Linked DNA regions of Mus musculus: region 1 is linked to region 2. A link is a contact called in public promoter capture Hi-C data. All regions are on one chromosome and are shown on one strand. The core of a region is the stretch at or near the end of the contact, and the rest is flanking DNA. Distances in the headings are between cores, read along the strand shown. Region 1 holds the start of Osr1 (odd-skipped related transcription factor 1). Region 2 holds the start of Gdf7 (growth differentiation factor 7).

Evidence for each region. Promoter capture Hi-C pulls out the DNA fragments that hold promoters and counts their contacts.
Region 1: a contact with region 2 is called in a promoter capture Hi-C map of embryonic stem cells, with 11 times the contacts expected there. The contact joins the promoter of Osr1 here to the promoter of Gdf7 in region 2. A contact is called at or near these places in 11 of 39 promoter capture datasets (cranial neural crest, embryonic stem cells, epiblast stem cells and 5 more), 18 of 484 Hi-C or Micro-C datasets (embryonic stem cells, epiblasts and hematopoietic stem and progenitor cells), 3 of 115 datasets of contacts at active chromatin or transcription factors (all in embryonic stem cells) and 1 of 9 other capture datasets (embryonic stem cells).

The regions. Positions count from the first base shown.
Region 1 is chr12:9,572,222-9,576,967 of GRCm38.p6, forward strand. Osr1 (odd-skipped related transcription factor 1) reads left to right here and starts at 2,221. Exons shown (of 3, transcript NM_011859.3): 1 at 2,221-2,521.
Region 2 is chr12:8,300,021-8,304,847 of GRCm38.p6, forward strand. Gdf7 (growth differentiation factor 7) reads right to left here and starts at 1,934. Exons shown (of 2, transcript NM_001312876.1): 1 at 1,547-1,934. The coding sequence starts at 1,913. It also overlaps a transcript of Ldah not described here.

The sequences.
Region 1 (4,746 bases), core at 971-3,470, 1.3 Mb after region 2:
GACCTCAGTCCCTGGGTACACAGCTATGCACAGTCCTGTCCTGCTTTGTTAACCAACTCCCTGGAAAGATCTGAGAGCCAAAGCCTGAGCTCCCAACCTTGCTTCATGCGCCTTCTGAGTCCTCTCATTTCCAGGACTTGCTTGAAGGCCAGGTCAGTTTTTCCAGGTAAAAGCAGAATTAAAAAATCTGCTTGCATATTCTTCACCTGGAATCAAAGCACTGTTCCACCAATGTAGGTAACCTATTCTCTCTCTCTCTCTCTCTCTCTCTCTCTCTCTCTCTCTCTCTCTCTCACACACACACACACACACACACACACGCACACACACACACACACACACACACACCTGGTGGAGGAGATGGGAGATGGTAAGGCTACTTTTTTGAGAAAGCCAAAAAGAATGATGAAATAGAGGACTGTGTTGCATGGACTCCTGGGGGATAAGGGGCTAGTGCATATATGTCTCAGGAGAGTCTGTACTTTTGATGTAGAGTTGTTGCTCTTCTCAAGTGTATATTAGCTAATAAGCAGAGGTTTTATTTTGTTTAACTCTTTTGGGAAATTTTGGCCCTTAGCATGGAAATTATCCAAGCTTTGCCTACTATGGGAACACATTGAGCCTAAGTGGAAGGAAGTCCTGGGATTCCTGACTGGATTTTGTTGCTGTGTCCCCAGCTATTGGAATGGGGTGACCTCAGCTCCCTCTGCTTCCAGGATCCTGCTAGTACTGACAGCTGCTAAGATTCCAGGCACATAGGCACACTTATGTGGGTCTCTTACTTGAACAGTAACCAGTGGGGTGCTGGAGGTGGGAGTGGGCTCCTGAGTAAACTATAGCCCTTTCTCTTGTTCCTTCCCTGCTCTAGCCAAAGTTAGCCAGAGTCTGGAAGCTATGTTCCATTCTAAAAGTTTGCGAATACCAAGTCTGTTTCAATTATGCAGGTGGGAGGAGGGATGTGGCCCATCCTCCATCATCACTCCCTATATTAGGAATCAAACTCCTGCTACCTCAAGAGATCACATGGGATCAGTCTTGCACAGTAAAGCTGAGGAGTAGGTGACTCTTCCAAAAGGACTGTTTCAATGTGTGAGAGTGGCACCTACTCCCCAGGAAGTGTGTGTGTGTGTGTGTGTGTGTGTGTGTGTGTGTGTGTGTGTGACAAGAGCCACTCTGCAGTAGTAACTTTGGGGCAAAGTCAGGAAGTCAGAAAACCTCACCATCTTCCATGAAAAAGCCAGGTAAGGCATTCCAGAAAGGTGGTAGGGAGGAATGACAGCTGACTGGGGTCAGCCTTAGGTCAGTTCCAGGGATCAATAGTAAAGAGGTATTTGGGGCTGTGTAAGAAGCAGACAGCAAGGATGTAGTTGTTCTAGGTCCCAACTCCCTCTACAAACTCCACCCAAACCAGCCCCGCAGGCCCAGGGGTCCCAGTGCCTTTAGCTGCTCTTTAAAACTCCCATCCACTCTAAAAAGAATATGTGATTGGAGCTTTAGAATGGAATTCCGGGGAGGTCTGCAGTTCAAGTAACTAGCTCTTCTTCTCCTCATACGCTCTGCCATGGACGTTTCTGTGGAACTCCACACCCCAGAGTCTGTGGTCAGCCATAGGCACTCGGATGTTATGGCTCGCGCAGTCAGTAATCTCTGTCCTTCCGCACCAGGAACCAGCCAGCTCTGCTAGAATCGCTGCCCAGGTCTCAAGCACTATTTGGTGTCAGGAGCGCTGCTCCACACCAGGAGTCTGTCACTTCTAGGAGGAAATCTTAAGAAGAGCGGCAGCGACTTTGTCAGATTACAAATTGAGTGTATGCCTAAGGTGCTGGTGTGGGGACACCCTAGGCTCCTATCCGCTTTCATAGGTGGTGCCACCATAGGTCCCAAAGCTCCAGAACAGAACTCCGAAATGCTCGGTTCTAGTCCTCTCTTATCCGTAAGATATGTTTCTTCTACTGCTTGATCTTATGTGTCTTAGAAACACACACACACACACACACACACACACACACACACAGAAAGTGTCGAGTGGGATTATCAGGGAGGGGACACCGGTCAGGAGAAGCAGAAGGCAGGCTAGCACAGCTGCCAAAGTCCGCTGCCCGGGTCAGCAAAACTTTGTTTCCCAATGCGCAGGCGCAGGCAGAGTTGGGGGGCAGGGGAGGGAGGGGAGAAATCGCACGGCAAGGGGAGGGGGGTTAGGGGGAGGTGGATTAAAATAAGTAGGCGGCTCGGTGCTAAGGGATGAGTGAGACGTAGCTCGGCCTCTCCCCAGCAAGTTCTCGCCGGCACTGGTTCAGATTCAGAAAGGGAGCCAGGAGCGAGGCTCAGCAGACCCCGGCGGGTAGAACTCCGGGGCTGTGAAGCGCTCCCGCGTGTCCGACTCTTGGAGTCACCGCAGCTACAGAAGCGTCAGAAGTCTAGTTCGCCAGGGGTGCCAGTCGGCTCCAGAGTCTCTGGTCACTCAAGTCCAGCGCAGCGACCCTCACAGACGCGCTCTGCCCTGGGACCGCGGCGGAACAAGGTAACTGCAGCCCTGGGGCGCCTGGGCTCAGCGAGGCGAAAGCCCGCAAGATTCACTTCTGGTTCCCTGTTGTAGCTGGTGCCTCCTCTTTTCAGTGTCCTCAAAGGCGGTTCTTTTGGCCAAAGGAAGGCTGCAAGATCTCCGTGAAAGTGAGAGCAGTTGCAACGTAGAGTTGATGGGGATGCTGGTTCAAAGACTTCTAACTCTGGGTCCTTGTTGGCCTCTGACCTCGGGAGGAAGGAAGGAGACAGAAGGGCCTGAGCCATTGAGTGCAGCCGTGTTTGGCTAGCTAGAATTCCAGTATTCTAGTAAGGTGCCCACAGATTTTATAAGGCACTCTGCAGGCTTCCCTTAAGAAACTAGAGCAACTTCAGAGAACACAAACTTTTTTTTTTTTCCTGCAGGGTGCCTTTTAATTCAGACTTATCCCCCCTTAGCTGAGGAAGAGGGGAGAAAGTGTTGATGGTCATAACCTAAGCTTTCAGCATCCTGGACAGGTGCATTGCCCCAACTCTGTTGGGCTTTAAAACGAATTCTTCTTTTGCAGAGTTGTACTTTAGACTCGAAGCCTTCAAACCCCAGGACCACAGGGCTGCTGCGAGTCTGACATCCACCTCACAATTGGACTCTGCTTGGGATGGTCTCTATTAGAGGGTTTCAGTGTGTCCCCAGGCCTGCAAATCATAACCTTCGATTGTCTCTGGTGTAGGGAGAACTATGCTGGGGGTGGGGGACACAAACGAACATTGTTTTCTAACTGGAGAACCGGACGACCCAGAAGCAGAACAATCAGGAGGCTGCAGATACCTCTAGCGTGGGGATTCTATTTTGCTCCTTTGGTAGTAGCCTAATCCAGGTTTAAGGGGAAAAGATGGGAAGTCAAAATGAGAGAGACAAGGGCGGCTGCTTGCTGAAGGAATCTTACCTTCCACCAGCAGTATCCTTGATTAAAAACCAAAAAACAAACAAACAAAAATCTCCCGCGTCCTCCCTCAACAGCCCCTGCTGCACAAGCCGGGTGGGCTCCGGAGCAGAGGTTAGCAGCATAGGTTTCTTTGTCGCAATAATTCGATGAATTTCATTCGGGATGGGACTTGCAAGTTGGCTCTTTGAAAGAGAACCACGTGTAAAGCTATTTTCCTAGTTTCACAGCCTCCCAGGGAAAGAGTGTGCTCTGTGCTCGCTGGGAGGGAAGGAGGAACCAAAGAGGACTGGTGGGTAGATGGTCTATCACAGGCTCTCTCGAAAGTAATTGTGGTTTCATTAAGATTGGGAAGCCGGCTCCTGGGGACACAGCGGGCATCCCAGTATAGCAGAATGGCAAAGGAAAGAGGGTTCCTTCGATCTCGTTTGTTGGAAAAAAGGGCAGCTAACGTGTGTGGTGTTGGTCAGACCTCTGGACCTGGATTGGGAAATCTGTCACCGTTCGAATGGGGATTCTATGTCAAGGATGATATTGGGGTGGGGTGGGGAAGCTGCTGAGCTCCTTCGGGCTCGTGGGGTTCGCTCTGTCCTCATTAATGCAAGCAGTTAACTCACTCGCGCTCAATTAGCCTCGAATAAACCACTTTAATAGGCTGCACACTTCATTAATGCCCTCCATAGGGAGGGCGGCAGAGGCAGGACTGGCATTCTACTGCAAGAGGGACACGAATGACTGTGCCGCGCATGGACCCCTGCTCTGAGGCAGGAATTGAGTTCACTGCAGCGAGTCAGGACATTTACTAGTGCTTACCAAGTCTCCAGGCCCGGAGTTTCACGTGGAGTAGATACTGGACCTTAGAAGAGGTAGTCTCTACCAGATTAAATGGTGAAAAGGCTCAGGATGGAGTGGGGGGCGGGAGGTGGCACTGCAGCTGGAGAGGCCCCATGTTCCTCTCTTCTCCTCAGGCCGCAGTGGCTTATCTGCATTGTGTTTTCCTATTAGCTGGTCCTCTGAAACCAGATTTTGCATGAGGTCCGTGTTTTTAGTAATGATGTAAAGATCCACCTTTCCAACGAAATTCGTCCGCGGGGAAGGTCGGTGGCATGACCCTTGGAATCCCACGCCTAAGAAAGCTACAGAAAATAAACGGCTTGGTCCACTGAGAAAAAGAAATGGTGTGTTGGAGGAAATAAGATCAGGCAGAGAGGTTGCAAGTACCTCCCCTCCAGGGTCCCAAGGCCTCTCCATACTTTTTGGCTTGGGAGGTTGGGGGAGGCAAAGAAGAGTCAGGAAAAGTTTG
Region 2 (4,827 bases), core at 684-3,183:
GCCCTGGTGTTCTAAGTCTACAGTCTGGGTGTACTGTTCTGCCTCCACAGCTCTGTTCTAAACTGAAGCTGGTGGGAGCAAGCTAGACAGAGGCCCTGGGCCATATTCCCCGTCCCTGCTTTTCCTCTCAAAGACCCTTCTCTGCAGCCTCCGCCTCACCCCGCTTCCTCGGCCTTGCTACCTCCCCAGGGAGGGAGGGAGAAAAGGTGGCCCGCCTCTGGGTCTTGCTGGTGGAGCAGAGCTACGCCGGAAGGAATTAGCTGGTTTTATAACCTTGTACACTTAGCCAGCCCTAACAAAGTCGGATGCTTCTGTTACTTTAGGCCCCTCTCACTGTTGGCAGCTTGAGAGCGTCCTATGCAGGGACAGGTTAGGAGTTTTTCCTGATTCTGCTGCACACTGGGATTGGAGTTTCCTGTAAGGATCCCACCAGTCAGTGTGGCGTGCCATGACAGACCCTTGGAAAATAGATGCTGGTCCTAAGTGCCCCCATAGGACCGTCAGGGCCAGAGAGTTCTATGTATGGAAACAAAGCTGTCTGTGCGTACATGCTGCGCACTGAGTGTGTTTCTGAGATGGCTGATGCGTGGTAGCCACAGCCTGTTTTCCCACGCTGGTATCAAAGGCCTGCAGACTGCCAAAGGCTGCCTAGCCTCACTTTTCAGCCCTACTTGCCTTCCTTTCCCTCCTGATTTCCAAGCTAGATCTTTGGCTGGGCAGAATTGAAGCCAAAATTACTTGCATTTCCGCCTGAAATTAGTTAAATTTTCCCTATCTGTCTGCTTTAATGACTTCAATGGAGATTAATAAAAGCCAGATGACACACACATACTACAACCACCCCACAACCCCACCCACATCCTACCTTTGGAGGGCCCTACACAGGGTAAAATGTGATGTTTGAGCTCCAACCATCCCTTTTCTCCCCACACAAGCCGAGGCCCTGGACTCTGGCTGCTGGGGCCTACTGTCACAGAAGGAAGGCAGGCACCCAAACTCTCTTCCCATACACAAGCCACCATCCACCCGAAACGGCCTGCCTGAGAGGGGTCCTTCTGATACCGAGAGGCCATGACTTTAATTGGATACCAGCTGCTCTACCCTGAATTCCCCTGAGCTTCAATTTGTGTATAGTCCCCAGTCCCCCGCTGAACACAAGGCACTACCATCACTGCTCTCGTCCCTCTTGGCGGGAACTCAAAGGCCACAACTCCTGCCCTTCTTTCTTCTCCCAGGGCTCCAGGCCCAAGGCTACACTAGACCCTTCCCCCAAAGAAGCGGATCTTGAGCTCCGCTTGGCTTGAGGGGAACCTGCCAGCCTGTTCTGAAGAGCGGCTCCCACTCCCTTAGCCCTCGGAGACCAAGCCTTGACTGGCTTAGGGGTTCGTGAACAATGACTTCGAAGACAACTTTTTCTCTCCAGCACCTGAGGATAACTATAGGGATCATAGTTCAGGATCGAATCGGGCAGAGGCTTGCCTCCCCCGGCTCGTCTCCAGTCAAGAGTAGACGGGATGGGCTGGTGCGCAGAAGACGCGTAAAGTACCTTGAGTTGCTTGGTCTGTGAAGCCGGTGATTGTGTCCACACGCCCGTGCCCTGAAGCTGCCGCGACCGGAGCCCTCCCCGCCAGGCTCCTGTAAAGCGACATCATGAAGTGGTGTGGCACCACCGAGCCGTTCCTGAAGCCAGAACCCGCAGCGCGGCGCACAGCTCGGGGACCCGGAACCGCAGCGGCCTGGAGAGCTGAAGGGCCTGGAGCCCGGGCGAGGGTCCGCCCGCCGCCGCCGCCCCCGGGGCTCCAGGCTGGTCCAGCCCCCGCCGCTCGGAGCACCGCGGCAGCTTCTAGCCCGTCGCGGGGACGGCAAGCGCTCAGCAGCCAGAGACACAGCGCGGCGGCAGCGCTCAGGTCCATGGGCTCCTTGGGCCGGCCGGCCGCGCGACACGGGCTCCGTGGCTCCGGGAAGTCCCCCGACGCCTTTTGAACATAGTGTTTAATAATGGGGGAAGTGTGCGCAGCAAGCCGCTGCCCCCCTCCTCTCCCACCCCACCCCCGCCCAGCGCTCGGAGCAGCGCCCCCTGCTGAACGTTCAACCCGCAGCGCTGAGCCCCCCAACTCAGGCCTATCGCGCAGTGCAGGGTAGAAGTCGCCTCCCCTTGCTGTAGTGCCTGGTCCTTGTCCTTGCCAAGAGAAGGCCATCCGCCCGAGGCTCCTGCCACAACGCGGTGCCCCGCCTCCCCTCCCGAAGGTACTACGAGCCCCCACCCCCCTCCGCCCCAAGACCTCAGCGCACTCCTTGGCTGGAAGATGGGGCGTCTCGCGTACCCGCCCAGCTTCCTCCCGACTCCTCCATGGAGAAACACCGCCCTCCGCGTGATCTTGTGAGTGCTAGGGATGCCAGACCCGGGCCAAGTCAAGACTGGGCCCCTCCCATCCAGCTTTCTCGCCGTACGCCCCCTTGATGGATGCTCATTAGGGAGTTCCTAGGGATGCTTACGATACACATTTGGATGCCACCCTCTCCCGTCCACAGCCCTCTGAAGATAACAGTGGGAGGCCAGAGAAAGGGAGAGGATCTGTGATGAAGGATGAGTGGCTGGAGGGTACAGATGGGCACGGACCGGAAAAGCTTTGGGTGGGCATCTTGAGCCAAAGCAGGAGCTGAAATCTTAAAGGGTTTAATGAATTAGGAAGGCGGGGACCAGCGGAATCCTACTCAAATTAGGTCTCAGGGTTTGAATGTGCAAAGTAATTTGCCCGGGGAAAGGGGAGAGTGGGGCAGGTGACCACATTTCTTCAAGGTCTTCAGAGCAAAAGGCAAGAGTGCAACCACAAGCCCAGAGGCTGCGTTGCAAAGCCATGGAATAGCGCTCGGATGCCAGCATGGTTATAGCACTCTATGAGCATGGGTGGAAAGGGCCACCTCTGGTCTATGCCTGGGCGACTCTTGAGCATACAGACGCTGGGACTTTTGTTTGGCTAACTTCCTCCCCACTCCTGCTCTGAGGGGGGAAGGCGCCAGCATGTGTGTCGATTTAGTTCAGACAAACCCCAGAGCAAGAATGTCCAGAAAATAGACCAACTGTCCAAGGGATTTAAAAGCCTGGACCCCAAATCCATTACTTTAGCATTGTTCTGGATACCAAACTCAGAATCCACGCCCGGTCCGTGAGTCAGGTCAAGGTGCTATCTAAAAGCCTCTTCCTAATAAACTACATAGCCCAGGCTCCCGCGTTGGAGTCTTATACTCCCACCTCGCCCTCTGGATAGCAGGCACGCGTGCACCTGGACCACGGTCTGTGCTGCTGGCCTCCCTACTCAGGGCCTTCCTGCTGTTGCCAGATGGTGGGCATCTGGGATGACAACCTACCTTTGGTGGCCAGGTTGGGGAGCGGATGCAAAAGCCATAATTATGGGTTTCTTTCTTTCTTTGGGTGCCTGGAGGAAGTGGCTCTAGTAGGGTGGAGACTTCCTGGCGTAACTCCCTGCCCACCCATCCACCCCTGCCTACAGTGGCCAGCCAGGGGTCTCTTTGCTCAGAGGGACACTGGGTTCTGGTGGCCTTCTTTCCACAGACGCCACTCATGTCCAGACTTTGAGTTTTTCACAAATCAATTCTTTGTTTAGAAAACAGAGAGCCCTGGCCTGTCACCACCCTGGTTCCAGCCCTGGCTTTGGCCACTAACAGTCCTGGCCCTTCCGAGTCCCCTCCACTTGTCTTGGTTTCCGTTTCTCCGACTGTATAAAGGGAAGAGCAGAAGGGATCTGGCACTATGTTGGCCCAGTGGATGATAATGTTTCTTGATTACATGACACCCCTTCCCTTAGGCCACCTTGGAGCTGGACATTAGGACAGGTTAGTGATCCTTCCTGAAGTGGAGTCAAGGAAGCCACATAGCTTCTGTTTGAGACTAAACTTCCTGGTCCATGATGTGTGGCTTAGATGCAGCTTGGAGCAGAGGTGGTTCAGTCACTTGTTCCCATCCCACAAGATGTTCTGAGCATTAACAGAGTTCAGAAGAGAAGTAGGTTTTATGAGCTCACTGGAAGCTGCTGTTAGAGGAAAATAGAAGGGGGAGGGGGGCTCAGCCCAACCTGCCGGCTGTGGCTGCGTGTAAGACATGCTGTACTCTCGTCATTTGTACTTCTCGGTCCAGACCCATCCATCCACCCATCCATCTCCACTCATCTCTTCTTGTAGCAACTTCTTATTGCTAGGCACTCTTCCGGGTGTTGCGAATCCATCAATACTCAAGGCAAACTTGTGGAGAGCCAGGGTGTGCAGAAGAAACAACAGCCAGTAATACACAAATGCCTGGCAGACCATCAAGGACGTTCTGAGTACCTTGATGGGAGAGGTTTTTTTCTGTCAGCAGAGACCACATTGAAGCAGAGCCCTAAAAAAAAGGAAGGCATGGGGGTGTTGGAGGCCTGCCTGGCCCCTTCCCTCTTCCTCCTGCTTAAGTGACACTAGCCACTTGTCACCAGCCCATTGCCTTACGTGCCCATGCCAGCTGTTCTATCCTGTGATAGAATTTTTTTTCTTTTTTTTAATTAGGTATTTTCCTCGTTTACATTTTCAATGCTATCCCAAAGGTCCCCCATACCCACCCCCCCAATCCCCTATCCACCCACTCCCCCTTTTTGGCCCTGGCATTCCCCTGTACTGGGGCATATAAAGTTTGCAAGTCCAATGGGCCTCTCTTTGCAGTGATGGCCGACTAGGCCATCTTTTGATACATACAGAATTTTTTTTAAAGAAAATTGAGTCACGAAGATGCGAACTTTGCCTGGGGTCATGTAATAAGTAGCCCAGCCTAGATTAACT